Regions from separate parts of the Sus scrofa genome. Here region 2 is linked to region 1. The links are chromatin contacts, called in public Hi-C maps. All regions are on one chromosome and are shown on one strand. Each heading gives the region's core, a stretch centred on a gene start, on an enhancer-like site or on the middle of the called end of the contact. The rest is flanking DNA. Distances are from core to core; before and after follow the strand shown.

What was found. A called contact is a pair of places that touch in the nucleus more often than the background predicts.
Region 2: a Hi-C map of liver shows a contact between it and region 1, with 8 times the contacts expected there. The contact joins the promoter of MED12 here to the promoter of SNX12 in region 1. A contact is called at or near these places in 1 of 5 promoter capture datasets (liver), 8 of 47 Hi-C or Micro-C datasets (alveolar macrophages, embryonic fibroblasts, epiblast stem cells and 4 more) and 2 of 2 datasets of contacts at active chromatin or transcription factors (alveolar macrophages and skeletal muscle).

What each region holds. Positions count from the first base shown.
Region 1 is chrX:57,106,664-57,111,670 of Sscrofa11.1, reverse strand. It overlaps SNX12 (sorting nexin-12), which reads left to right and starts at 3,035. Exons shown (of 4, transcript XM_001928070.5): 1 at 3,035-3,323. The coding sequence starts at 3,159.
Region 2 is chrX:57,148,823-57,153,829 of Sscrofa11.1, reverse strand. MED12 (mediator of RNA polymerase II transcription subunit 12) reads right to left here and starts at 2,946. Exons shown (of 45, transcript XM_001927848.6): 1 at 2,649-2,946; 2 at 2,002-2,106; 3 at 1,603-1,794; 4 at 1,307-1,466; 5 at 445-626; 6 at 145-255; 7 at 1-16. The coding sequence starts at 2,747. It also overlaps a transcript of IL2RG not described here.

The DNA of each region.
Region 1 (5,007 bases), core at 1,786-4,285:
GGTTAACGAATCCGTCTAGGAACCATGAGGTTGTGGGTTTGATCCCTGGCCTCGCTCAGTGGGTTAAGGATCCGGTGTTGCTGTGAGCTGTGGTGTAGGTCGAAGACGTGGCTCGGATTCCACATTGCTGTGGCTGTGGCATAGGCCAGCAGCTACAGCTCTGATTAGACCCCTAGCCAGGGAACCTCCATATGCCTCAGGTGTGGCCCTAGAAAAGGTGAAGACAAAAAACTAAAAATAAAATAAATAAAAAAATGAAAAACAACTCTTCTTGCTGTCCCTGACACCTGTTCTCCAGAGACAACCAGTATTACAAGTTTATTGAGGTCAAAGATTAAAAAAAAAAAAATACATACTGCCAGGTGCCTTCCAGAAAGATTGTATGGATATACACACTCATCGATACTACATGCCTTCACCAACTTTTAAATATTCTGAACTTGTCTCTTCTCATTTTTCTTTGTACACTGTATGCTGATGATTCCCAAGTCTCTAACCTTGATCACACCCTCGAGCTCCAGGCCAGTGTTTCCAGTTGCCTCCTGGACATCTGGATGTCCTACAGACACTCCAGATTTATCTAAACTGCACTCATTGTCTTCCTTCCCAAACTTACTCTTCTTTCTATAATTCCATTTTTTTTTTTGTCTTTTTAGGGCCGCACCTGCGTCATGTGAAGGTTCCCAGGCTAGGGTTGAATCTGAGCTGCAGCTGCCAGTCACAGCAACACAGGATCCTAGCAGCTTCTGCGACCTACACCACAGCTCATGGCAATGCCGGATCCTTAACCCATTGAGCAAGGCCAGGGATCAAACCTGTGTCCCCATGGATGCTAGTCAGATTCGTTTCTGCTGAACCACAATAGGAACTCCCTGTCATTCCAATTTTGATTGGTAGTACCAGCATCCACCTAGTTACCTAAATCAGAAGCCTAGGAGTCATTGTATCTATTTGTTCCCTCTCCCCTCAAATAGCAGTAATAGCTAATAGTTACTGAACACTTACTGTTAGCACATATTTAATTTAATTTAATTCTCACAAAAACCCCAGAGGTAGCTTTTAGTCTTATTTCCATTTTACAGAGGAGGAAAACTTGTTGGATAACATGTTCAAGGTCATACAGCTAAGGGAGTTCCTGTTGTGGCTCAGCAGTAAGGAACCCAACCAGTATCCATGAGGACTTGGGTTCGATCCCTGGCCTTGCTCAGTGATTTAAGGATTCAGTGTTGCCTTGAGCTGTGGTGTATGTCACAGATGTGGCTTGGATCCCACACCCCTAGCCAGGGGACTTCCACGTGCCGTGGGTGTGGCCCTTAAAAAAATGATATACAGCTATTAAGCAAGGATTTAAACTCAGGCAGCCTAAGTCCATAGCCCACATATTTAAGCTCTATACTATATTACCACTATATCTAATCAAATACAACTCCTATTTTATTTCCTTGATCTCAGCCTTTTCCCTTTTCTCCATTCCCACCACCTGATCCATGTGCTACCATATGTACGTTCATAATTGGTCACATTTAACTCAACTACATTTTCCATCTTGCCTGCAAAAGAATCCTTCTAAAACACAAATCTGATCATGTCTTTTTTCTGTTGAAGATCTTTCTGTGGCTCCCTATTGCCTTCATCATAAAGTCAAAGATCCTTTGCTTTAAATAGAAGGATCCTCTTCTGCCCATCCCCAGCCAGCCTACCTCTCTAAGTACTTCCATTACACAACCTGAATTGATGACAATTTCCTAAAATATCATGCTGTTTCTTAGCTGGATGCCTTTGCATATGCTATTCCTTCTGCAAGAAATTACCTTTCCCCATTTCTACTCCTGGTTGTCTTTTACATCTTTTCATGTGTGTCAAACTCACATAGTTCCTCCTCCAGGAAGCCTTCCCTAACTCCTCCAAGTATTCATGTCCTCTGCACTGCTTTGAACATTCATTTATTTTGTATTTGTCACATTATCATAGTTTTATTCACTTATCTCCCTTTCTAGAATGTTAACTCCTTGAGGGCAGGGACTCTTACTGAACTCTAGGTCTTTAGTATTTAGCACGGTGCCTGACACATGAGTAGTTGCTTAGGAGATATCAGTTAAATTGAATTAAATAACTTAATTGTGAAATTATAGGACCTTGTACTCCGTTGAAAGAATTTCAGGCATAAATGACATGGGAATTTTTTTTTTTTTTTTTTGAGCAGAAGAGTGCTGGTGCAAAGAGGAGAAAGGATGACCTAAAATTAGCACTATTGATATGGGCGCTACTCCCTTTAAATGGGCTATGTGTAAATTTGTCATATAAATACTAGTATTTCTATAGATATTCTCATGAAGACACATATTCTATCTCCATTACGGGCTGCAAGCAAGCAACCTCAGAGTGCCAAGTGTGGAGTTTTGCAGAATAGAAATAGAAGGTATTGAAAGAAATGCCCTTGGTTTGCTGAGAACACTTGAAATTAGCTTTTATGTGGCAACAAGTGGAGGATAAAGATATGCCCAAATTTTCCTAAGAAGTGAGAATGAGAAATCGTCTTTTTTGACCTCATGCTCACTGCTTTTTTGGCACCATAAATAGGGCTCAATTGCGTGTGAAATGAATTGAAACTATCAGTAGCACAAGTGGCTGGGCTGCGTTCTAGGTTCTTAATACTATTGTCGGAACCCCACCCTCCGGAGACCACCCTTCTACTTTCGTGCAAAACCGGTACTTATTCAGGTCACGGGGCTTCGGCCTATCACTGCAGAATCCAAGCTTGCGGGGCAGTGCCCACTGCAGATTGACGCATGGTGTAAGACAATTTCTTGGGCTGAGGAGCAGCGATTGGCGGATCTCGCCTATAGTGCTTCCCAGGACACTAGGGGTGTGCGTATTGGAAATGCAGGTTCCGGGGCGGCCAGTAACACCGCCCGGAAGTCTGAATGAGGCCTCCTCCGACAGCACTTCCAAACGACCTCATGGCCGCTATTCAGAGTGCCCGGCCCCGGGCAGCGGCAGCGTGCGCGTGCGTGCGTGCGTGCGTGGGCGCGCGTACGCGGTGCCGCCGTCAGTAGGTTGGCTGGTTATTTTGCAAGCGGGAGGGGCCGTGCGCGCTCCTGCCTCCGGCTTCTGTCCCCCACCCCCCCTTCCCCGGTCCCGGTTTCTCCTTCGGAAAGATGTCGGACACGGCAGTAGCTGACACTCGGCGCCTTAACTCGAAGCCGCAGGACCTGACCGACGCTTACGGGCCGCCAAGTAACTTCCTGGAGATCGACATCTTTAATCCACAGACGGTGGGCGTGGGCCGGGCGCGCTTCACCACCTATGAGGTTCGCATGCGGGTGAGTCACGGGGTGAGGGAGACAGCTGAGGGAGGACCGGGCGGCTGGGCGGGGAGGAGGCTGCCATAGGGACGGCTAATGGTGGAGAAGGCACTTGAGGGGTCATTTGGGGGTTGGGGTGTTACAGGTTTGCAGAGAGGTCTGCACATTCGGTTGTGGCCCGAGGATACAGAAAACTCCTGAGGGGGACATCAGACTGGCTTGAGGGAAAGCAAGTAGCCATGAGCAAGAAATGAAGCATGACTGAAGGCGGTAGGGAGGATGGAGAGGATTAGAGTGATATATTCAAGGAAATAGGGATCAGAACTGTAGCAACACAAGGGGTTAAGGAAGAGTGGAAAAGAGCTGGTGATGGCAAGCCAAGGCGGGGGTCCCATTACTAAACTAGGTTGTGGGAAGTCAACCTGAAGAGGGGGAACCGGAAGGCCTGGCTTCCTCCTAATGAGGTCTCCCTGGATGATGGCGTTAAGCAGAGCCTGGATTAAAGGGAAGAGAGACACCAGGAAAGGAAGACAGTGGGCTTGGTGGAGAGACTCTTCTAGGAGAGTCCCCTTGGACTGAGTGCTTCCCAGACTTGCGTAGAATTAACATCTGAAGGAGAGAAGTGTTTTATGCTTAAGTTTTCTCAGGTACTACATGCTCACTGGAAAACCTGACCTTGCACTCAGATTGGTGGCTTGTTAGTTGCTGCCCTCATCCTGTGCTGACCCTTTAGATTTGAAGTATCCAGAATGTTTATTTCAATATTTACTGGCTCTCATTTGGGTTTTCTGTATATAAATGGCCGTTTGCCCTTTCTGCTCTAGGTTAACCTTTTGGATTCATTATATTAATCCCTGGTCTGTATTTAACTTTAACATCTGACATTTCAAGACTGCCCCAGGAATGGCTTCTTCCAGTGTGCACTACAGAGGACTTTATTCTCTAGTTCTTAGTCCACAACGCTAGGGTGGAATGTGCAGAGTACATGGTTTGCAGGTTCTTTGGCCCCATTGAAGTGGTTACAGGCAAAAAGTTTGAGAGCCGTTTTCTAATTTTCCTTATGTTTTCTTCTCAGACTAGAGGGCCAGAATATTCTCTATGGACAGCATGCTGCTCAAACAGCATTTGAAGACCTAAAAGAGTGTATGTGCTTTCATTTTTGATTGAATGAATTGAATGAGAGAGTGTGCTCTCCCATCTGGGTTTTTGAAATCAAATTGAGAAATGATCATCTCCAAATTCAAGTTTGGAGAAGTCCAAACTGAAGAAACGCTGATAGCAAAAAATGAGAAAAACTTCTCTATATCAGGACTGTTCGAAATCATCTCTCTGGGGAAGAATGGGAGGTAGATCCCTCAAAATATGATAAAAGCTGGGAATTGTTAGTGGTAGAGAACCTAATTACCTGAGGAAGCCTGGGCGTAACTTGTTCATTTTAAGAACTCTGCTGTAGGGTTTTGAAGACATTGTCTTGATGTATAACCCAAGAACCATAGGGATTATGAACGGAATTGTTCTCTTCTTCAGACTAGTAATAACTGCAGGGACTGTTCATCTGGTGCCTACTGTGAGCCAGGCACTGAATTACGTTTTAGTTTTTTTTTTTTTTTTTCTATCTTTTTAGGGCTGCACCCGAGGCATATGGAGGTTCCCAGGCTTGGGGTCTAATCGGAGCTGTTGCTGCTGGCCTGTGCCACAGCCA
Region 2 (5,007 bases), core at 1,697-4,196, 42 kb before region 1:
CAAATTCCCCGGAGTACTGTGAAGACATGACGATCAAAACCCCCCAGTTCTTTCCAAGAGACACTGCTCTCACGTCTTACTCCTCCTCACATCCTCCCTAGATGCTCCCCCACCCCTACCCCCTGGCCAAATCCTAGGCCTTACTCGAAGCAGCAGGGGCAGCAGCAGTTTAAGCAATTCATCCTCTCCAGGGCGGATTTTCTCAAAGCACTCAAGTACCCAGGTCAGGAACTCATGTCTGTCCAGCATTCCGTCCTGTGGGCACCAGGGGTGGGAAGAGGATTAGCTTTGCCTAGGGACTATTCAAGATGAGGCAGAGAAAGTAAATGAAAGGATGAAGAGAACCACACAAGTGGGGCAAGGTGGCAGGCCGATTCTGTTCTATGCTGGCAGAGTGTGAGATCAGGCTCAATCCCACGCCCTATAACAAGCTCTCCTTCCTACCTGAAACATGAACATGGCCAGCTTCTCGTTGTAGTCCCACTGCCAGATCGCCACCTCTACATCATGGGGCAAGGGCCCTACAGTGGGACCACAGCCCCCACTTCCGGCAGGCCCTGGCCGGTAGTATTCAGCCATCTTTTGCAGCTGCTCCCATAAGTACTTGGTGATGATCTGAGTCCACTCTAGGGGAAAGATGGGAAAACGGCTATTTTATACTGTCCCTCTGCTTAGAACATCTTGTCCCCTGCTCCCGTCCACAGTCACCATACTTCTAAATCCTATTCAGCCCCTTAGGCTCTAGTCAAATGCCACCTTCCTAAAGCCTTTCCAGGTGTCTCCAAAAGAAAGTAATCTTTCTGTTCACTGAGTCTCAAAGAAACCTTCTGCCTCCATTTTTTATGTTTATTTTATTAACTTACATATTTTTATTTATTAATTAATTTACATATTTTTAAAAATTTTGGCTGTGCTCGCAGCATGCAGACGTTTCCCGGCCAGGGATGGAACCTGTGCCATGGCAGTGACAATGCTGGATCCTTAACCTGCTGCACCACTAGGGAACTCCTTGCCTCCACTTTTGACATTATGTTCTATATTTAATCACGGGATCTGTACATATGCCTTGGCATCCCTACTAGACTCTAAGCATCCTAAAGGCAGGGATTAAGTAGTGGTTATCTTTATAGCCCAGTACATGCACGGAGAAGGTACTCAAGATACTCGATGTTTACTAATGGAGTGAATGCAAGATACAAGCAGAAGCAAGGAATATAGATGAGGAAGGAGAATAATCTCAAGGGTCTCTCTACCACTGCTTGAAGTGATCAGTGGTGGGACCCCTGGTGTTAGAGGACTTACTCACCCGTGAAGGGGTCAACGACATTTCTCTTCTTAACCTTGTTCTCCGAGATTGCTGCATAGTAGGCACAGGTCATCTTAATGAGCCAGGCTGCCCGCATCACAGGCACTGTGTATTTGGCTAAGTACCCAAACACTTCTTCCTTCTTACTGAAAATGGGGACCTGGACGGACATCACAAATAGTGAGACCTCCATTACCCCCATGAGCTGGCATTCATGTAGCTTAATCTGGGAATCGGAGGGTGCTTGGTACCCACACTCCACTCCCTGGCTTGAAGAACAAGAAATGGTATCTCACCTTTTTGGCTAGTTGTGTGAGTGGCTTGGTGCCAGCCAGGTCAGTGAACCAGGTGTTAATGGCACTCTGGGATCGTGCAGTCACCAGCCAGAAGTTGTCCTTCTGGTTCACTTGGGGCTTCCTGCGACCAGTGTCAGGGAGGGTGTTACAACGTAACTTCTCTGCAATAATGCTGCTGAAGTTGGAACTGATCTGAGGGAAGAAAACTACACCTCAGGGTGGGAAGAAGGGGTAGAGAGGTGGTTGTGCCTTTGATAGGCAAATGCCAATGTGGTAGCATGAGGTTATGAAGGAAAACTCAGCCATTTAGGTGGTCCCTTTAAGTCTTCCCAACCCAGGGCCTTTGCGCCTTCTCAAATTCTTCCAGCCTTTTCCTTCAGCTTGGCAGGGTTGTCTCACCTTGGCAGGATTGAAGTTGACGTTCTTGGCACTGCCATGTTCATCCCCAGAGACAGCGGGCTGGTTATTGAAACCTTGTTTTACATTCAAGGCTGTCAGTTCATCCTAAAGCGGGAAAACGACATGTTAGCCCCCGCCACGGGGGGGGGGGGGAAGGTTGGTGGTGGGAGAGGGCAGAAGAGAAGGGAACATGGGGAGGGGGGAAGGGAGGAGGAGGATTCGGAGTAGAACAGATTGTTATTTAAAGCTAGGCCCTAACATTCATTTGGACCCCACCCTCACCCCCACAGTCACTAAGATTCCCAATCCCCCAGAGCTCACTCAACAGCACTCTTCCCCTGCGAGCTTGGAAGCAGAGCAGCCGTTGCTCACCCAGCTGCCTCAGACAACTTTCTGAGGTGTGTGTGTGTAGAGGGGGGCGCCTCCAGCGTGGCCCCGATATCACTCCCAGCTGGCACCCAGGAACCACCCCCCACCCCCACCAGATCCTACTCTCCTACGCCAGCCCACTTTACTCTTCCCCCTTTCGGGACTTTCGCTCCCGGCGAACCGCCCCGCCCCCCCCCCCCCCCGCCAAGCTTTCAGTGCTTCCTCTTCTGCCGATCGCTGGCCCCCGGCCCCTGGGGAGCCCGGATTTTTGAACGTACCTCCTTCTGTTTGGGATCTTGAGGGTACACATCCGGAGGCCCCAGCCGCGGCCGCTTCAGGGGCCGGTGTTCGTAGCTCAAGATCCCGAAGGCCGCCATCTTGCCCAGCCCGTAGCGCCAGAGGCGCCAGCCGGGCCCGGCCGCTGGGGGAGGGGGAGAGGGAGCCGAAAAGGGGGGCAGCGGAGGCGAGGACGGCAGCCGAGAGACAACAAGGGGGCACGTTAGAAACTCTCGATCATTGCCGGAAACTACCGAGGTAAACCGAGGGACGCCGGGAACCGTCGGACAATACCGACCGCGGGGTAGGGGGGGGAACGGGGGCGGGGCCCACCCGGCGTGGGGCGGAGCTCGGCGCCGGGGGAGCTTTTTCTGCCCCGGCGGCCGCAGATCGACTTCACTCAGTCAAGATCTTTGCGACATTCGCTAACCCTGTGCTGGACTGGGGATGCGAACCCGCGAGGCGGGAGGCGGCCACCGCACCGAGCTCCGGTTAGAATTGCGTTCCCAGCACCTCCCTCCGTTCCCGGCCTAGAATAAATAAGTGCTTGATCGTCTGTGCGTTTGTTGGGAACTCTGCCTTTTCCAAACTGCTTCTTCATTTCTCAGGTTCCGCATCTGAAAAATGGGTGTACTAACAAACACTTCCTTCAAGGGACTGTTGTGAAGATTAGAAACGATGTATGCATAAGGAAACACATATTAACCCCCCCCCCCCCCACACACACACAAAGGTCGGCTCTAATCCCTCAAGGTCCCTATGGTCTAGCACTGAGGTTCTTAACCTCTTCTGATTCAAAGTCCCTTTAAAATGCGGTGGAAGCTACGGCCCTTCTTCCCAGAAAAAAAAAAAAAAAAAAAAAGCACGTAGAGATATACAAAACGTTAGACACTTTCCACGGAGATTCTTACACACACACCCCTCCACGAAGTTCATCCATATATACTCCGAAGATTCAGGAACTCCAGGTTAAGAACGCTTGCTCTATAGAAAGAGGCACCTATTAAGTATCAGATGCTTTTCAGACATTATCTCTTTTAATCCACAAAAGCCCCATGTGTTAGGGATTATTATTGTCTCCATTTTGTAGATGAGGAAGCTGATTCTCAAGGAGTGGGAGTTGGTTTATATAGCTACTGAATAACAGAGCTGAGACTAGGGTTTTTTTCCTTGACTCTTCTTTAAGTGGTATATCATATCATTGGCTATTCTATTTTTTTACCTGCTTTTTAATTTAATTTTATTTGCTTTTTGTAGGGCCGCACCTTCAGCATATGGAGGTTCCCAGACTAAGGGTCAAATCCGAGCTGCAGCTGCCTGCCACAGCCACAGCCACTGCAACAGGATCCTTAACCCACTAAGTGAGGCCCGGGATGGAACCCGAATCCTCATGGATACTAGTATGTCAGGTTTATAACCCACTAAGAACTCCCCCTGCTTTTTTAAATTGAAGTATATTTGGTGTACAATATTGCATAAGTTACGGGTGCACAGTATAGTGGTTCGTATTTTCTAAAGGTTATACTCCATTCATAATTATAAAATATTGGCTACATTCCTCATGTTATACAATATATCTTTTTAGCTCATTTTATACGTGATAGTTTGTATCTTATAGTCTCCTACACCTAAACTGTCCTTCCCCCTTCTCGCTTCTCCCAGTGTAACCCCTAGTTGGTTCTTTGTATCTGTGAATCTGCTTTTTTGTTACATTCACTAGTTTGTTGCATTTTTCAGGTTCCACATATGAGTGATATCATACTTTTTTTTTTTTTTTTTGTCTTTTCTAGGCCGCTTCCCGCGGCATATGGAGGTTCCCAGGCTAGGCGTTGAATCGGAGCTGTAGCCGCCGACCTACGCCAGAGCCACAGCAACGCGGGATCCGAGCCGCGTCCGCGACCTGCTCTACAGCTCACGGCAACGCTGGATCGTTAACCCACTGAGCAAGGGCAGGGATCGAACCCGCAACCTCATGGTTCCTAGTCGGATTCGTTAACCACTGTGCCACGATGGGAAATCCAGTGATATCATACTTTTCCTGACTTTTTTTTTTTTTTTTTTTTTTTTTTTTTTTTTTTTTAAGGGCCGCATCCCTGGAAGTTCCCAGGCTGGCGATCGAATGGAAGTTGCAGCTGTGCTACACCACAGCCACAGCCACACCAGATCTGAGCCACGTCTGCAACCTACGCCACAGCTCACAGCAATGCTGGATCCTTAACCCAGAGAGCGAGGCCAGGGATTGAACTGGCATCCTCATAGATACTAGCAGGGTTCATTAATTCCTGAGCCACAACGGGAACTCCTTGACTTGATATTCTTTTTATGATGGTATTGCCTTTTAGAGAAAAGAGGGTTATAATA